Linked DNA regions of Rattus norvegicus: region 1 is linked to region 2. Evidence: chromatin contacts called from public Hi-C data. All regions are on one chromosome and are shown on one strand. Each heading gives the region's core, a stretch centred on a gene start, on an enhancer-like site or on the middle of the called end of the contact. The rest is flanking DNA. Distances are from core to core; before and after follow the strand shown. Region 1 holds the start of Eif2b2 (eukaryotic translation initiation factor 2B subunit beta). Region 2 overlaps Pgf (placental growth factor).

What was found. Hi-C and Micro-C count contacts between places; a contact is called where the count stands out from the background.
Region 1: a Hi-C map of Schwann cells shows a contact between it and region 2, with 2.6 times the contacts expected there. The contact joins the promoter of Eif2b2 here to the enhancer-like site in region 2. A contact is called at or near these places in 2 of 12 Hi-C or Micro-C datasets (Schwann cells and psoas muscle).

What each region holds. Positions count from the first base shown.
Region 1 is chr6:110,595,444-110,601,184 of GRCr8, forward strand. It overlaps Eif2b2 (eukaryotic translation initiation factor 2B subunit beta), which reads left to right and starts at 2,536. Exons shown (of 8, transcript NM_032058.2): 1 at 2,536-2,740; 2 at 2,848-2,968; 3 at 3,124-3,272; 4 at 3,996-4,159; 5 at 5,149-5,244. The coding sequence starts at 2,578. It also overlaps the pseudogene Mt1-ps4.
Region 2 is chr6:110,548,373-110,554,054 of GRCr8, forward strand. Pgf (placental growth factor) reads right to left here. Exons shown (of 7, transcript NM_053595.2): 3 at 3,609-3,805; 4 at 3,297-3,376; 5 at 1,460-1,489; 6 at 1,311-1,370. Among named protein-coding and RNA genes, the nearest start is that of Pgf, 6.5 kb to the right of the region's middle. Within about 2 kb of position 1,904, at least 24 of the 93 cell types and tissues checked have an H3K27ac peak or open chromatin away from gene starts, as enhancers often do.

The sequences.
Region 1 (5,741 bases), core at 1,286-3,785, 48 kb after region 2:
ATCCCCCTTTCTTAAACTAGAAGTGCTATGCATCTGTCACAGGGACTCCTCCTGCTCTACAAACATACATGCAGACAAACTCCCATACACATGGTTTAAAAAATAATTTTAAAAGGAACTGTGGTCAACATTTCTTCTCAGTCACTGCTTTCTCTGAGAGGATGCATATGGATGTGTTCATGTGCATGTGGAAGCCGATGTGCTTGTGTGCATGTGCCACTGACGTGTTTGTGTGCACGTGGCAGCTCGGCTGTCATCCTCCAGACGCCACCCACACTCCTCCTAGAGCTCACCACTTCCCAATATTATCACAGTAAAAGATCAACCTTCAGCAGACTTTTGAGGAACACACTTCAACCATATGCAAGCTCTAATAATGAGCAAAACGGAGTTTGGTAAGTGTGGGGAAACACAAGACTCACTGGAGCAGGAAAATGCAAATTAAAACAATCCTGAAGTATCTTTTTTATGTCTACTTCCTACAGAGATGTTTGGTAATACCATGTGTTGGTAAGCATGTAGAACATTGCTAGACAGATGGCCCCACCACTCCTCTGCTGTGAGGTGACCTGGGCAGGGGGGAGATGCCCACCTGAGACAGTCGGGAAAGCTGACCCTAGGGTCATCAGAGTGGGGGGAGCTGGGCCTGACCCTCATCTGGACATCACAGTAGCGTTGGCCCCAGTTGAGGGGTTTTGGGGTTAGCCAGCCCCCAGAGTGAGAGCAAGAGAGAGCTGGCTCCTATCAACCTGTGCCGTGAGGTGGTATGGGTGTGGGGGTGATGCCCTCTTCCTCTTCACCACCTGAGGCAGTCTAGAGAACTGGTCTTTAGGTCATAAGAGCAGGTGAGTTGGCCCTGTCCCTTGAACACTAGAGCACTTGGGCAAATGGGTTCTATACTTCCATTGGGCAGCACAGTAGAGCTGGTCCTGGTGTAGGGGGCACATGTGAGTTGTGGAGAAGGGCAGAGTGTGGGAGAGATGGCCCCTTGATACTTCTCTGGTGGTGTGGGTACTGGTGTGATGCCCTTTCCCTTCTCCCTTGCCACCTGCAGTAGCCAGGAAAGTTGATCCTGGAGTCATGAGAGGGAAGAGCTAGCCTTGCCCACTCACTGGCTGCAGCACTTGGGAGAGCTGGCCCTGTGCCTTGCCTGGGCAACACAGTGGAGTTGGCCCTGATGGCTAATGTACAAGTGAGCCAGCCCCCAGCAAATGAAACAATGTGCCATTTAGATTGCAAATATTTACTCTTTTTTTTTTTTTTGGTTCTTTTTTTTTTTTTTTCGGAGCTGGGGACCGAACCCAGGGCCTTGCGCTTCCTAGGTAAGCGCTCTACCACTGAGCTAAATCCCCAGCCCTATATTTACTCTTTTTAATGTGTTGCTGTATTCTAAAGATTTATTTATGTGAGTACACTGTAGCTAGTGTGTCTGACACACCAGAAGGAGGCATTAGATCCCTTTACAGATGGTGGTGAGCCACCATGAAGTTGCTGGGAATTGAACTCAGGACCTCTGGAAGAGAATTCAGTGCTCTTTTTTTTTTTCAATATTTATTTATTTAATGTATGTGAGTACATTGTTACTGTCTTCAGACACACCAGAAGAGTGCATCAGATCCCATTACAGATGGTTGTGAGCCACCATGTGGTTGCTGGGATTTGAACTCAGGACCTCTGGAAGAGCAGTCAGTGCTCTTAACCGCTGAGCCATCTCTCCAGCCCGCATTCAGTGCTCTTAACCGTTGAGCCATCTCTCCAGCCCATGTTGCTGTATTCTATTTCCTAATAATTTATTAGTTTTTTTTATTTTGCTTTTTGTTTGTTTTTGTTTTTGCTAATGACGGGTACAGTTTTCCTGTACTCAGTTTATATGATTTTGATATTGATCTAGTACCCAGGAAAACAATTTGTCAGCTATAAGGAGAGTCTTAAAAGTCTGGAATATTGATCCCGACTTCAGCAGCCTGACTGCCTTCTTGTTGCTTCCACCGTAGCTCCAGATTCACCAGATCTCAGAATGGACCCCAAATGCTCCTGATCTACCGGCGGCTCCTGCACCTGCTCCAGCTCCTGCGACTGCAAGAACTGCAAATGCACCTCCTGCAAGAAGAGCTGCTGCTCCAAATGTGCCCAGGGCTGTGTCTGCAAAGGTGCCTCGGACCAGTGCACGAGCTGTGCCTGAAGTGATGTAGCAGCACTTTTCTGGGCGTCCTGAGTCCTGGACGCGCACTTGCGGCGGCTACCAAGCAACAGGCAGCCCAGTCAGGAAAGAGGAAAGCAACTTCTATTGGTCACAGGGAGGGAGAGCCGCTTGCTATCCCCATAGCAACCAGACTGGCCAGTGTCCTACGGGCTTCGGGCGCAGACTCCCAAGAGGACACTTCCAGCCGTCACTTCCCGGCGGCGCGCCCAGCTCCACTGTAACACGTTTCTGATTGGCCTCAGCAGAGTGAAGGGCGGGCTTACAACTTCTCAAACTCAATTATGCTTCACCGAGCGGAAGTTGACCTCTCTCGCCCCGGAAGTGAAACTGGTCTGGCAGTTGAGGCTTCTGCAAGTCCAGGGACTGTAGTGGAGATGCCGGGTGCCGCGGCGAAGGGCTCGGAGTTGTCCGAGAGGATCGAGAGCTTCGTGGAAACTCTGAAGCGAGGTGGCGGGCGGCGCAGCTCGGAGGACATGGCTCGGGAGACCCTGGGGCTGCTGCGCCGGCTCATCACGGACCACCACTGGAACAACGCCGGTGCGGCAGCCCCAGCCCCACTCTTTTTGTCCTCGTTCTATTTCTGAAGCTGATATTCACTCTCACCGCACACCTGCCCCGTTCACCTGGTCTCTCTTGGGTTTCAGGGGACCTAATGGATTTGATCCGCAGAGAGGGTAGGAGGATGACAGCCGCGCAGCCCTCCGAGACCACCGTGGGAAACATGGTGCGGAGAGTCCTCAAGATCATACGGGAGGAGTATGGCAGGTCAAACTCACAGCTTGGGTGGGCTCTTGGTGGGACCAAGGGATGCTGGCTTTTTGTTATTAAAACTGTGTCTCCTATCAGCTTGGAGCCTCTGTTGTGACTGAGCTGCTCCGGTTGCCCCCACGTTCACTCTTTGGGTCTTGTTGCCTCTTTAGACTGCATGGGCGCAGTGATGAGAGCGATCAGCAGGAGTCCCTGCACAAACTCTTGACATCCGGAGGCCTGAGCGAGGATTTCAGCTTCCATTATGCCCCACTTAAGTCCAACATCATTGAGGCGATTAATGAGCTGCTAGTGGAACTGGGTAAGAGGTCTGATCACTAAATGGACAAGATAGGTCAAAGGCAAGTGAAACAACACCCCCCCCCCCGAGAAATTAATCATTGATAGGGATAGGGGAGATTACCAGTCTTCTGGTTTGAACAGCATCTGGTAGGAATGGATGGAAAACACCAGGCCTATAGTAACTGCATCTTTCAAGACAGGCCTGCTCTTTCAAAGCACATTATTCGGGAGATTTATTTTAGGGCACGTCTTTATTTTATTTTATTTTATTTTGTAGCAAATGAACTTGCTGGGAATGTAACTCAGTTGAAGAGTACCATACTTGAGACCCTGGGTTTAATTCCCAGCGCTGCAAAAAACAAACAAACAAACAAACAAAAAACAAACAAACAAAAAACAAACCAAAAAACAGAAAATGAATTCCCAAAAGTCACATTTGAAAGTTTCTTTTTCACTAAACTTCATCTTGACTTCAAAAAAATGTTTAACGGTGTTGGGGATCTGGCTCAGTGGTAGAGCGCTTGCCTAGGAAGCGCAAGGCCCTGGGTTTGATCCGCAGCTCCGAAAAAAAGAACCAAAAAAAAAAAAAAAAAAAAAGAAAAGAGGTTGGAACTTTGCCCCTTGAGCCTTTAAACCTGGCCATGGCAGGTGGGCAGCACGAGAGCAGGCTTCCCTTGGGGACCATCGCATGTCTGGGCGAAGCATGACGCTTGCACATTCTCTTGTGAACCTATTCTTGCAGAAGGCACAACGGAGAACATTGCAGCCCAAGCTCTGGAGCACATCCACTCCAACGAGGTGATCATGACCATTGGCTTCTCTAGGACAGTCGAGGCTTTCCTTAGAGAGGCAGCCCAGAAGAGGAAGTTCCATGTCATTGCTGCAGAGTGTGCTCCTTTCTGCCAGGTAAAAGGGGCTGCTAGAGTCACCAAGAAGGGGTGAAGAGGGAATAAAGGAGGGGTGAGTCTGAGCCAACTGTGAATTGATTAGCTCTACCTTGAGTCATTAAGAAAGTAAATCATGCTGGATGCGATAGCCCACACTTTAAATCACAGCTCTAGGGATGTAGAGGCAGGCAGGTCTCTGAGTTCGAAACCAGCCTGGTCTACATAGTGAGTTCTCTGACAGCCAGGACTACTGAAAGACCCTGTCTCAGAGAGGAGGAGGAGGAGGAAGAGGAGAAGGAAAGAAAGAGAGAAAGAAAGAAAGAAAGGGGAAGAAAGAAGGAAAATCAGTCCTGTCATGCTGGCAGCGCAGGCCTTTAGTCTCAGCATTGGGGAGGCAGAGGCGGGTAGACCTCTGAGTGTGAGAACAACTTGATCTGGTACATAGTGAGTTCCAGGTAAGCAAGCGCTCAATAGTGAGAACTCGCCTGTAAACAAACAAGGGTTGCACATACCACATACACCACACACACGCACACACACACACACGCACACACCACAGACACATACCACACACACACACAGAACCCCTCCCCAAACAAAATATCAGTAAGGATTTTCAAGTTGCTGTAGATACATTTAAATGGTCGTTTAAGAAAGCTGTGTAAATGACTGGTCCTAGGTACCTTGGGTGTGACTGGTGTTTAATCTCACTCAGTCCTTACGTAAATAACAGGTGTCAGGAAACACACAGGACATCAACGTTGTAAAAGACCGGGATGGGAGCTGTCCTGCTGGCTGTGCTTGCATTACGTAAGCAGTTGTATTTCCAGTTTTGTGCTGCTCTGAAGTAACATTTAATAGCGTCCCCGTGGCCTGCCAGACTCTACCACTGATAGATGGGTTATCCGGGGGACTAGATTTCAGAGTTTGAGATCCAGTTCCATACATCAGCTCTGGTCACTATATCACTTTGTTCTATCACCAGCCTTTTTTTCCCTCCTGTTTCAGGGACATGAAATGGCCGTCAATTTGTCCGAAGCAGGTATCGAGACAACTGTCATGACCGATGCTGCCATTTTTGCTGTTATGTCAAGAGTCAACAAGGTGGGTGGCACTGGAGTCACTAATTCTGGAATACGAGTTTCTTTTTCTTGTCTTGTGAGGTCCACAGTGAGAGCAGGTTTCTAGCTCCATTTGAAAATGAGCACTTGGGCCCCTGGAATCTGTTCGCTGGCCTTGTCCCCCTCACCCACATCACCGATCCTCACGAGGAATAGCCTCTAAATGTGACTGACGCATTGAAAAGAAGGAAGTGGAACTGAGCTAAGCGTGCTAGTGAGCTGTTGGGGTTTGCTATGGGTTCCCATGTCTGCTCAGGGAGCTGGGCAGGGTGGATGGTAAGTGACCGGGCTTAGGTCCCGGGAGGTGCTGGGCATGACTTCCAGGAAAGGCCGGGGAAAAACAGGTGTTGCAGCTTCCCGAGCCATGCCATGTTTGTCAGAACTAGTAGGTTACCTGGCCCTCTGCTGCCTGTTAGCCCTGCAGAGGCCACGATACAGGCCTGAACATCCAGCCAAAGGCCCTGTTAGGTCTCCACCCCA
Region 2 (5,682 bases), core at 654-3,153:
ACTTTTTTTTTTTTACTAGGTGTTTTGTGGCGCTGAGGGTTGAGCTCGGGTCTTACACATGGTAAGCCAGCTCCCTACCGCTGCGCTACATCCCCACTCCAAGGCAAAAAAAAGGGGGGGGGGTGTTTTTAAAGGAATCAGTCCTCAGCCTCCTCGGACATTTGATTAAACTTTGGGTGAGGGAGCGCCAGAGGCAGCTGTCCTCGCTACACCTGCTCTTCCCCCTTGAGAAGGATTAGGTGTTCCAAACCCAGCTTTTGCTAATATGATTTTCAAAGGTAAAGAAGAGCCCAGCAGTGGTGGCGCACGCCGTTAGTCCCGCGCTCAGGAGGCTGAGGCAGGTGAATCTCTGTGAGGCCAGCCTGGTCTACAGAGTGAGCTCCAAAACAGCCAGGGCCTCACACAGACTAATCCTGTCTCGACAAACCAAAATAAATAAATAATTTTAGAAATTAGAAAGAAGGGAAGAAAGAGAAAAGGTTCACAGTGGCATGTGAGGCAGGATTGCTGTGAGTTTAAAACCAGCTTGGACTACATAGCATCCTATCTAAAAGAAAAAAAAAAACAAAACAAAACAAAGAAAAACCCCAAATGTTCAAGGCAAGGCCAACCTAAAATTAAGCAGGAGCCCCAGGAGCTGTTGAAATTCTTTCAGGCGATACCTGAACAAGACCCCTGAAGACCCGTATCTGAGGGACGGCATAGTGGCACTTGATCTACGTGTGTGGAACCTTCAGCTCTGGCTCCCTTGGTTCCCAAGTAGGAGGGTTCCTTCCCTGATCCCTGTCTTCCAGCTCCACCAGTTAGTTACTCTGTAACCTGGGACTCCAGCCTGCTGCCCCCCAAGGTGAAGCAAGGATGGGCATGGAAGGGAGAGAGGAGGGGGAGGGAAGGATCCAAAGACAGAGGAAGACACTGGCCTGGGAATTTGAGAGCAGCACACTGCACCTGCCCCCGGGATGCCTAGAAGTGGCCAACTATGTAGCAAAAGGCATACCCTGGAAGAACAGGGCAGGGGGTTGTCACTCAGGTGCCTGGCACTCAGCAGTGCTTGGTGACGACCTGCAATAGCCCATTGCTTGCTGTATTCCCAGCCCCATCGATTTACAAGGAACGTGATTTGCTTAAGGCCACAAAGAGATAAGGGACAAAAACTAAATTCCCTCAATGCACCTTAGACCTTACAAGACATGGATTCCCTGTTCTTGCCCCAAGACCTCATCCCAGCTTTGCCTCACACCCCTCTCTGGCCATTGCTTCGTGCTGCCAGGGCAGCTCCCCCACCCACCCCTTAGGCTCAGCATACTCACAGGTGGGGTTCCTCAGTCTGTGGGGTTTTGCTTTGCTTCCTCTTCCCCTTGGTTTTCCTCCTGCAATAAGTCAAGCATCAGTACATGGGGCTCCTGGTGCTAAGACAGCGACTGGCAGGTCCGACAATCTCCCCGAGCAGTACACTTACCTTTCTGCCTTTGTCGTCTCCAGAATAGGCCTAGGGAAACAGAAAGATGCAGGGGAGAAGGGTAAATGGATGTTTCCTGCTAACACCCACTTCCCCCAGAGTTCCTAGGTCCTGGTAACGCGGTTGCTCCAGCGCCACTAGGGGGCAGCACGGAGCTGGTGAAGAAGCTGTGGCAGGGGCGCCGGGGCTTGCGCTAACATTACCCTAGGTCCGGGCAATCCCGAGAGGTCCAAGTTTGCCCCTGGGGCTTTTCATCACATGTTTCTGCTCGCCCTAGCCTCTTGGCATCAAACCTGGGATCTTTTGACTCTGCTCTCTGCTATTTTACCTTTTCCCTGTTCAGTTTCCCGTTCCTTCTGGGGTGCCTTCTGGGAGTCCCACAAGAGAGTAAATGATGAACAAGACTGTAGACAGGGCAATAGTGACTACCAGCTACCGCCTGGGCTTAGCCCCGCCCCACCGTGGCAACAGCAGGGAGCCTGCTTCACAGTCTCCAGGCATGTCCCAGCTCTGCCTTCTGGGGCCGTGGCTCTTGGCCCAGAAGTAAAAAGAAAGGTGTCCCTGTTGCCTGGCCTGCTGGAAAGAGATCTCTTCAAGAGTTCCCAAGAACAGGGTTCCAGGCAGGAGGGGCCGCACGGGCCCTGAATGTATGTTGTCCTAAGCTGGCCCACTTTCCCTACTTCTAAGCAGATGGGCAAGTTGAAGTAAAGGTGATATAGAGGTGAAGGTCACTGGGGGAGGGGGCAAGGAGGGAGTCCTGGCTGAACTGTTGGTGTCTGGCTGGAAGTGAACAGGTTGAGTCAAGGCCTCTAATACTGGCATAGTAGAGAGGGCCTGGAGCCAGGGCTCAGGTTCAAAGAGGGCAGCTAGAGTCCTAGGCAGAGCCGGGCAGTGTAGCTAACTGTGGCTATGGAGACTTGGTGACTGCCAAGAAAGGCAGCAGGAGTGAGACAGGCCAGATCCAAATCTAGAACCCTCTTCCACGCTGGCTAGTGCAGCGAAACACAGAGCTGCACAGAGCCTGGCTCGCCTGCCTCATCTGTGCAATCTGTGGCCACAAACGCGCGGCCGACCTTGCTCTCTTGCTTACCACTGTATCCCAGGCACTTAGGCCAGGGTGTGGCATGAGTGAGCATTGAGTAAACACAAGTGGAAGGTGGTCCTCTCCCCCTTCTTCCCGCTCCAGTCTAGGCTCCCGACCTCTAATCTGGTGCCTTGTCCATGACACAGAGAAGCACCAAACCTCTCATGTTTCCTGGACCTGGATGGCACTCTGGGCTGCTGTTCCTAGCAACAAGTGGGCCAAGAGCCCGAGGAACAGACAGCAAGGCTAAGTGTTAGCCAGAGCTCCCAGGGACCGTTAGCAGTGTGCTGCAACTCTAAAGACACCGCCATACCTCCTTTATCTGTCCCTTTCCTTCTACAAGGGTTTTGTGCTGTATTCTTCTTGATCCAGTTTGCCCACACCCACCCCCAATGGGCAGGCAGTGTGGTCCAGAATCAAGCACAGTAATACCTTCGTCTATAGAAACCAGTTCCAAGGACCTGTGGCAGTTGTGTGACAAGTGCCGGGGCTCTGCAAATCTAGGAGAGACTTCCTTTTCTACTGTGATATCTTGGCAGCTGTGTTCCAGCTGCTGGGGCCAGCTCCTCAGGGTGAGTTGGCTCGCAGGGAGTATTAAATGAAAAGCATCTCCCCGGGACCACTTGCTTAGGGAAACAAATGCAGCCTGCCGCAGGCTGGCAGCCTTCCTTTTCCCAGGGGCCTGGCGAAGATCTGCTAAGGCCCAGGATCTAAGTGCACAGGGTCTGTCCCTGCTGCCCACCTAGGACTTACCTGCATTCGCAGAGCACATCCTGAGAGAATGTCATCTCCACGTAGGAATGTGGATCCCGATTGGGGGGAATCTTTAAGATCTGCGGGGGAATAGAAAGTTCATACCCAGTAAGGAGCCAGTGAGGAGCTCAGAGTTGGGATGGGGGCTCAAGAAGGCTGTTCTGGAGTAAGGGACCCTGGCTTGGAGTTTGGTTCCCATTGTAGGTCCCTGGCCTGCCTCTGTCCCTATCTGGGTAATTTCTAGAGGTTCTGTGGGCATCTGGATATGGTGGGCTATGGGCAGGCGGTGACGTGTGGGGAGACCTTCCTTACCTGCATAGTGATGTTGGCTGTCTTTAGCGCCACACAGTGCAGACCCTCGTCACCACAGCAGCCACTACAGCGACTCAGAAGGACACATGACGGACTGAATATATGAGACACTTCATTAGGGTGTTCATCTGCAATGTACACCAGCTTCTCCATTGGCCGGCAGTAGCTGCGGCCCCACACTTCATTGAAAGGCACCACTACGGGAAGACAGAAGGGCCAGGTCAAGTCAGCAGGGATGTCCCAGGCTTGGCTCTCGGGTTCAGTTCACACAAAGTTCACTTCTTCCATAAAACCCCTGGCCCTATCTGGGTCCCTCTGCTCTGAAGTATTGCTGCCTTCACTCTGAGATGCCTTAGCTGCTGCTGGCCTCTCAGCTCTTCGGGGCTCAGATTCCAATGGAGCAGAAACTCTCAAGGTCCCAGCTTCTCAATCTGTCTTTCTCGCTGGTTCCAAGTCTTCCTTAGAGCTTTGACGACTATGCTGTGGTCACTCCTCAAGCTTGTGGGTCTTTCTCCACCTGACCTAGTGCTTCCTGAGCCTTGGAGAACTTGCTGGAAACAGTATACCAGGAAGCATATAGTATACAGTATACTAGCCTTCCCTTGGCCTCTGCCGCAACCCCATTATGGCTTCCTTGTGTCCTGCCCCACTCAGTGTAACTCCCCTTCAGCCAAGAGCATGCCCCATCCATATGGTCCAGCCTCGTGTCTATGGGGTCCCATCACGCTTGAGGGAGCCAAGACATATCAGTATTGACTGCACTTTTGCAGTCTGGATCTGCATGGTCCAGGGAGACTGCATGCCTACACACTCAGCCCCCACTCCTCCCTGAAGGCTTCTCCAGCTATCCCCCAGGAGTGGTGCTCCTTTCTGGAGCATAGCTTGGGTCCCCGGCTCAATCCTCCATCTCTAGTGCTTCTTATCTCTGCTGGAGCCAAAGTGAGGCTCTGGGAGCACAGGAGCTGACCCCAGTAAACACAGGCCAAGTGACTCCTGACAGATGAGGTGACAATTGGCCCAGGATTACCAGGAACATTCCCGATCCCTGTGACAGCCTGGTAGTGGTAGTGGAATCTCTGGGGGACTGCTCTGAAATCCCCCCAAAGGCACTGTTCCTTCAGGGGGTAGCCTGGTACCAGGGACTCCAACACAGGCTCTCAGGGAGCAGCTGACACCAGACCATCTGGCTTCAGTTCCTATACTGGCTGAATGACCTTGGCGAGGTCACTTAGCCACTCCAGGTATATCGGTTTCCTGCCCTTCGGAGAGAGAGGCAGGCCGGGAATAGATGGTTGCTAAGGTCACCTATGCCCTGACAGACTGTCTGTGATTCAGTGCCCTGTAGCCCCAGCCCTGGTCAGCCTTGAGACCATGCCTGGGTCAGCCTGTACCACATCTAACGACCATCCTCAGCTCATGGAAGACTTGGGACCTGGGTTTCCTACAAGTCTTTTCACCTTAACAGAGAGCTGTGGACTTCCCTAGCAGATCCTCACTTCCATGGTCCTTCCTAAGAGGCAGAGGGGGCCAAAGTCCATCTCACAGATCCTGTGAGGATATGTGTCTCCGGGTAATCTCAGAAGAAAAATAAACTTCAGACATAGCAGAGGCCCTTGGGAAAGGCTGCAAACTGGTGGAAAATACCCAAGAGGCGGTTCATCCATGTGGAGCTGGCGGAGCGGCCTCAGAGGCAATAAACCGTACTTGTCTAGGCGTCTGGTGTTTCATCCCATCCTGCTCTGCTTTGAAGGTACTTGGGTTAGACCAGGGGCTGCAGGGGGATGTGGAGACCCTCTGACACTACTTTTCTAGGCCACTGGACACTCTCCCTGGATCCAAGTGGGAAAAGCCAGGCAGGGAAAGCCTGCTTTTGCAACATGGGTCAGAGGCCACCTCCCTTTCCCCAGTGTCGAGAGCTTCGTGTTTAGTCTGAAGCCTTCTTGAACATCAAACCACTACTAACATTTAATCTCTGCCGTGGAAACATAAATAAGGGAGAGGAGCAGTCAGCTACAAAGTATCACAGAAAGGCTTAGCTGCTAGGGAGGGGCAGCAGTGAAGGGGGCCTAGCCCC